Regions from separate parts of the Pan troglodytes genome. Here region 1 is linked to region 2. A link is a contact called in public HiChIP or PLAC-seq data. All regions are on one chromosome and are shown on one strand. The core of a region is the stretch at or near the end of the contact, and the rest is flanking DNA. Distances in the headings are between cores, read along the strand shown. Region 1 holds the start of IFRD1 (interferon related developmental regulator 1). Region 2 holds the start of DOCK4 (dedicator of cytokinesis 4).

The links. HiChIP or PLAC-seq counts read pairs in DNA pulled down with a chosen protein or histone mark.
Region 1: an H3K4me3 HiChIP or PLAC-seq map of stem cell-derived excitatory neurons shows a contact between it and region 2, with 9 times the contacts expected there. The contact joins the promoter of IFRD1 here to the promoter of DOCK4 in region 2. A contact is called at or near these places in 2 of 7 Hi-C or Micro-C datasets (induced pluripotent stem cells and stem cell-derived neural progenitor cells) and 1 of 1 datasets of contacts at active chromatin or transcription factors (stem cell-derived excitatory neurons).

Annotation. Positions count from the first base shown.
Region 1 is chr6:127,794,901-127,798,353 of NHGRI_mPanTro3-v2.0_pri, reverse strand. IFRD1 (interferon related developmental regulator 1) reads right to left here and starts at 1,599. Exons shown (of 13, transcript XM_063815010.1): 1 at 1,491-1,599; 2 at 1,295-1,359.
Region 2 is chr6:127,578,896-127,582,590 of NHGRI_mPanTro3-v2.0_pri, reverse strand. It overlaps DOCK4 (dedicator of cytokinesis 4), which reads left to right and starts at 1,794. Exons shown (of 52, transcript XM_519315.8): 1 at 1,794-2,176. The coding sequence starts at 2,140. ZNF277 (zinc finger protein 277) reads right to left here and starts at 1,776. Exons shown (of 12, transcript XM_519316.7): 1 at 1,471-1,776. The coding sequence starts at 1,561.

The sequences.
Region 1 (3,453 bases), core at 350-2,849, 220 kb before region 2:
ATTTTTTGAAACAGGCCTGGCACGGTGGCTCAGGCCTGCAATCCCAGCACTTTGGGAGGCTGAGGCGGGTGGATCACCTGAGGTCAGGAGTTCGAGACCAGCCTGGCCAACATGGTGAAACCCCCATCTCTACTAAAAATACAAAACTTAGCTGGTGTGGTGGCAGCCGCCTGTAGTCCCAGCTACTCGGGAGGCTGAGGCAGGAGAATCGCTTGAACCTGGGAGGCGGAGGGTGCAATGAGTCAAGATCGTGCCATTGCACTCCAGCCTGGACAACAAGAGCGAAACTCTGTCTCAAAAAAAAAAAAGAAAGAAAGAAATACTATCATAATCTTTACCTTCCCTTCACGAGACACTCCCTACACAGCAAGCTGACCCTGTGCTGACTTAGAACCTCCAGAGCACCAGATTACCCCAAGACAGCACAGTCAATTTACAACCAAAAGTATGCCTGCAACAGAACTCTCTGCCACCTGGAGAGTATCCCCAGACGATGGCCACTTTACAACCTAGCTCTGCCTGCAATGGTGCCAGCTCGACCACGGGGTAGATAAGACACCATAAGTGAGTCAAGTAAACCCCCACCTGCTGGCTCCCTCCCCTGCATGCTGTTCATGCCAAGTGCCCCTTTAAAAGCCCCTGCTTTCTGCCCCCAAAGAAAAGCATTATCCTTAAAAGGAAGAACCTGTATTTCTTCTCATAAGCTAAGCTTTGGAATAAATCACTTTCTTTATAACAGATCCCGCTCTCGTTAATTGGACTCTGCAAGCAGTGAGCAACTGAACCTGTGTTTCAGTTACAGTACGGCAGATGCCTCTTCAGTCACACTGAATTCACATTTGTCCCCTGGTGGCTAGAAGAATCCAGATGTACATGATAAATCCACGGAGCACATATATGAAAAATGGAGATAACAAAGCATGTCGATCTTGAAAAGATGTTACATGAGCAATCCTGTAGGTGGGACCCTCCATGACCACAAAGGGCCAGAGGTTTTAGCTACTTTGATTTTCTACCAAGAGCTCATGCTCCCCTCCCTCTATCCTTCCCTCCTCATCACCTTCCTGACCCACTATTTGCTTTTAATTTTCTCCGTGTTCTTCTGCATATGATCACCTTCTGGTTTTTGTTCAATCTCAAAGAAACATTTCTAATCTCTGCCAAGATACCCACCACTTACCAGGTTAAGAGCATGGACTCTTAACTCAAAAGACTTGAGTAGCATATTAGTCCTTGAGCAATTTAACACCTTTAAGCCTCAGTTTTCTCATATGCAAATGGAGATAATACCTACCTTGTGATCAGCTTCTGAGAATTAAATGGGATGTCCACGTAAAGTTCTTCACATAATGTTGGCACCTAGTGATCACCAATAAATGTTAATTTTATGTAACAGTGCTACCAGATAAAGCAGCTGGCATCAGCCCAAAGCCTGACCAGTTCAGGCTGTTGGCTCAAGTGAAAATAAGTAATAAAGGAACATCAAATACCGGGAGGAATTACACACATCCCTCTGGAACAACCTTTAACTATGTAGACCTTGAATGAACCAGGAGCCAGAAGGAGTGCAGTCTGGTTTTAACAGCAGTCAGCCTTGGTAGGGCCTCCTGGGGTTGGCCTTCACAACAATAGGAAGTGCTGAGTCATCCTGCCCCCGGGGTAGGGTGGGGAAGCAGGCAGAAATCCTTCATGGCAGGCCTCCGAGCAAGCATTCCAGGGCCTACTCTGTCCACTCTGGTCTCCTGACCCATTTACAGCTGACCTTCTCTTTGTCACAACCCTATTTATTCTCCCATCTCTCGCCCACTGATCCAACTGGTTATTTTCCTTCTCTGGACTCAGACCTCCTGATCCCAGTTCTTGAGGTGCAGCCAAATGGTCAGGTGTTCTTATAAACACCTGAACGTTTTCTCCTTTGAATCATGGGATGCCCTGAGCAGGAAAAGTACTAACTTTCTTGCGGGAATATTGCTCCCATTCTTCTTTTAAGAGTTAAATGAGAGGGAGGAAAAAGCAAGTAAAAGATCTGCTCAAAGTGGAAACATAAAAATGAAGCTAAGGGGAAAAATTAGATGTGTTTTCCAAAAGATAGATGGAGCGCAACTGTGTTATTAATTTCCTAATCTTGTCTGTGCAATCCAAGGGCATAGCCAGAGTTGTAAAAATGGCTTGCCATCTATTCTGTTATAAATTCTCCCCATAATAAGTATCAATTTTGGTAACTAATTGACCCTAGCTTTCTACTGTAGGACTGTGAGATGAATGGTTTGTTCTGATTGTCAGGATGCAGAGCTCTGCAGCAGACTGCAGGTGTCATGAGTTACAGAGCTGGTCAACACAGAAAAGGAGCAACACAGGAAACGCATTTCAACATCTTCAGTCACTGGGGAACCTGAATTGGCAAAAATACTTGCCCTTTGAAGTCTTAAATATACCATCCCCCGCCCCATGTTTCCATCTAAGCCCCCTACTTCCTGTTTCCTCGCTTGTCAAATGCGAAGTTGTTAGAAGTCTCATGCAGGAGACTCAGTCCCTACTGATCCTCTTGCAACCTTGATCACAGCCCCTGCAAGCAATAGGAGGTGAGAGGGGCTGGGCAGTTCACAGAGCAGAAACTACCATCTCTGCATTTCCTTCCCTCTTAGGTACCAATCTCTGAGATTGCATTCTCCCAGCCAGTGGTCACTTTCCACCCCTCAGGTGATGCAAACAATAGTCATCCCATTGCGGAGGCACCCACAACCTGACTATGAATCTTTCTCCACACTGATCCCTGAAAGTGGCTGTGGCGTGGCTAAGGTTCCTCCAGAATTGCCTTTGAAGAGGATGCTTTCCCAGCAGACAATGAGGGCTGCTCTCTGGTTCACAGAGGGCACACTATTGGCCCATTTCCTGATCTCGAGATTGTTCTTCTTGGCCAACATTATTCAAAGCTTGCCTTCTGTTCACCAGGTCCTGAAAGTTCTGACTTCAATATTTGTGCTGAAGATCAGGCCCCTCGTTTAAATTGTTACTCATATTTGTTTGCAGACTGATTTTTTGTTTTAGACCCTCGGTCTGTGTACTCATATTAATTCTCCTGGTTGCTAATGAAATGAACTGACACAACTTATTTTATTTAGTTAGATTTGTGTTATTATTGAGGAACAGGACAGAATTGTGGAAGGATAATTGAGAACTTTTAAACTACTACAGGTTATTTAAGTTATTATTTTATTAACATTTCTGATTATAAACCTACTGCAAAGTCATTTTACAAGACATAAAAAGCTGGGGAAAATTTAAATTACCAAGATAAAAGCACAATAATCTCACCACCTAACAGCAATGATTATTCATTTTGATGTATTTCCTTCCAATCTTTTTCCCCTACAATTTTTAGTAGGAATAGTAGGTCTATTTTTATTCATAGCTTATTCTTCATCGAAGAATGGACACTGTTCAAGGGGTGTA
Region 2 (3,695 bases), core at 545-3,044:
CTCGGCCTCCCAAGTAGCTGGGACTACAGGCATCCGCCACCACGCCCGGCTAATTTTTGTATTTTTAGTAGAGACGGGGTTTCACCATATTGGCCAGGCTGGTCTCGAACTCCTGACCTTGTGATCCACTCGCCTCGGCCTCCCAAAGTGCTGGTATTACAGGGGTGAGCCACCGTGCCCGCCCATTTTTAAAAATAAGTTAGACTGTGAGATAAATTCACCAGTTTAGATCTTAAACTGGTAGCCCTCTGAACTTTGAAAATCTAGGAAATCGTAATAGTCTGTTACCATCAGATAGCCCAATATATAACCAACCCAAAAATAAACCATTAGGGTGTTAAATTCAATATTTAACTCAGGAGACTACCAAAGATTTGTTTGGTAGAGGTACTAAAATAATTTCAGAGTAGGGAGTTCCACTGTTGGGAAGTGGGAAAAAACTGCACTTCAACTCTGTGCCGCTGAGGTAAATATTTAAGATGATATCAATTTAACTGTGAAAGCAAAAACAAATAAACCGAAAAACAAAGTCGCAACAGTCTGAGAACTATATTTAAGCCCCAAACCATGTTCATCAGAAAAAGACAACTTGTGCTAAATTACACATCAAGACAAAAATGGGGTGGGGGGAATGGGGGAGGGATAGACTAAAGGTAAAAGAGTCCTAAACACAATCCACCTGCAGCTTTCAAAATTTGGTTTTTTATTCCTACAGTGGATCAGAGGACAACCTGAAAGTCAGGTACAGCCAAAGTTGTGATGGTTTTCAAAACCCTTTTCAAATGTTCTTTGAAGCCACGAGTGCAAATTATCTATCACTTTCCTTTTCTTTCTCTAAGGACCCAGAGACTGGGAAGATCTCTCAGGCTCCACATACAAATCTGGAGAACACCCAGAGCAGTTAACCATCTACAGGGAGGTTGTGAGATACACACACTTTCCCTTCAGAGGTCACCTCAGCCACAAACTGGGCAAATCTGTAGAGTGGAGAGCAGTGACCACCAGTCTGCGACTGGAAATACTCCGGAAGCTAAATAAAACACATCTGCGAGGTCAAACCAAGCAAACCAAGGCAGTGTACTGGTGAGGAAAAAGAGCTGCTAATCCCAAAGTTATAAACACACGCGCGCGAACCAGATCTGAACCAAACCCACTCAGCAGCTAGCTCAAAGCTGGGAGCTCCAAACCAGAAGACAAACGCTCAGGGAGCTTCCCCGGCGGAGGGGAAGGCCATTCCATGGCATTTTCTCCGCCATCCCATGGCATTTTCTCCGCCATCCCCGGGCAGCCCCAACCAAGTAGCCGCCACCGGCTCCAACCCATCCCGCTGGGCCACCACCCGTGGGGCCCAGTCGAACCCAGGTGGCCCCAGAGCTGAAGGGCTCCTAGGGTCAGACCAGAGGTCCGTTGCACACCCGGTCATAGAGAAAGGAAGACACATCAGCCGCGCCTCGGGGGCACCGTACTCACCCCCATAACCTACACCCCCGACTGTGCTGCAGCTCCCATCACGGTCTTCCTGCATTCGGGCGACAGGCCCCTGGGTCTTGGAAGCAGCCATTACCCGGCAGAAAAGAAAAGGGAGGGCCGCAGGGCGGGTCGGAGGCGGGGTGGCACCAATAGAAACGCTACTGGAGGCGAACTCCCCGTCGACGTAATGTTTTCTCCACACCTACGCCGCGCTCTGGACCAATAGGACGTAATCAGTAAAACTGAATCCCCGCCCCGAACCACAATTGCCGCGCCCACTTCCGGGATGGGGAGGCCAAGAACTACAATTCCCAGCGTGCTGCGGGGCCCTGGGACGGGAGGGCTGGACTAGGCGCTGGCGGGCGGGGGTGCGCCGGAGAGTGCCCCGGCGTGTTCGCTTAGTTCAGTGAATCAGAACAATGACTGCGCCGCCGGGTACCCGGGAGCGCGTCGGAGGACTGTGAGCAGCCGCCGCCGGGAGAGCTGCGGGCGGCGCAGTGTCAACGCTGGGCTCGGGAGCCTCCAGCGCAGATCCTGCCCAGCGCCCGCAGCCCGCGCGAAGCCGCTGGGCTCCGGCACTGCAGCGCTGCTCGGGGACTGTGCATTGTTGTGAGCCGGAGAAGGGGCGCGGGGATTACAAAGCCTGAAGACCCCGGAGCCCCTTTAGCCATGTGGATACCTACGGAGCACGAGAAATACGGCGTGGGTGAGTCTCCGCGGGGCGAACTTTTATTCTGCTCTGGCCCGAGCGAGTGCGCATTTCTCGTCCTTGCCCCCGCGCCCCTCTCGCTCCGCCCGGTTGAAAATGCCTAATCCTGGCATCGCGCAGCGGGTACGGGGCTTTGCCGAGCCAGCTCCAGGCAGAGGGCTGCGCACCAGGCTCTCGCCCCGCACCGCCTGCTCGGCGCGCCCCGCACTGGTTCCCGAAGCGCCGGGACAGCTTGGGGGAGCGCGCGGCCGGCCCGCTAGCTTCGGGCTCTGCCTGCGGAGTTTGGAGTGGCGACTGGGCGTGTGTGTGTGTGTGTGTGTGTGTGTGTGTGCGTGCGTTTGTGTGTGTATGTCAAGTTGGAAGAGGAGGCGAATGGGGTTTCTCTCCTTCCTTACCCTTCTTCCCCAAAGCGACAGGGAGCTGCAACGGTTCCTCTGGGTGGAGAGGGAGACAACAACACTCGGGCAGAGAGAACACCCCCAAAACAGTAGGGAGGCGCAAACCCTTCCCTCTGGCTCGAATCGACATTCCCGGAGTGTGGAATGTGGCAGGGTCCTGGAGAGAGCCGCTCTGACAGGCTGAGCCCTCTCTGACCCTCCTCCCTCTCTGCGATCCCGGATTTATGGGGTGTGTATGTTGCGGGGCGGGGGCATTGGTAAATTTCAACATCTGCGCCGCTCAGTTCTTTGGTCTTTGGAGAAGAACGGGTATTTCAGCAGTGTTTTTACTTCTGGCCACCCTCTCGACCCCGGGTGAGCGCAGTGGGGGCGGTGTGGCGGTACAGGGCTGCTGAGTGATAAATGGGGAGGGGGATCGGAAAGCCTGGTTCTTGGGGGCAGGGAGATAGCTTTTAGGAAAGCGTACCCTGACACTGGCGTTCGGAGAAAAAGGAACAGGATAGCTCTCGCTGTTCTGTGTAAAGGTGAACAACAAAGGACATTAATGTTGACTGATGAATACAGGAGTCTCCCTTCCTTTTCCTCCTCCCATTTCAGGCGGGTTACAGTTCCCGTTTTTGTTGTTTGATTTCAGCTGGGTCGCCCCTTGACAGTTACTCCTTTTAGGGTTGAGCCTATTAAGAAGCCAGGCTCTCCGACAAGCCTGCAGCCGGCCAAATGCAATTATAACCTCCCAGAAGGTCTAACAGAAAGCATTATGGATTTTACTAACACTCTTTATTTCCTATAGTGCCCTGTTCTGCCGACTGGTGTACTGTGTGTGTGTGTGTGTGTGTGTGTGTTTTAAAATTGAGGACAGGTCTAGTGATTTAGGTGATGTGTAGATATCTGCTTATGTTCTAAATTCATTTTCCTGCAATTTAAAACATCTGGAAAGCCTTCCCAGGGAGTCGTAGTCCGAGGGGATTTTTTTTTTTTTTCCCAACTTTGCCTGGGGATAGGACTTTGGGGTCCATTGAAAGGACTGTAGGATTCAACAAAATCATTCCCACATTTCACGTTAGCTTCCATTCTGGATTGTGACTGATTACCAAGACAATAGTTTGACCTGAACCCAC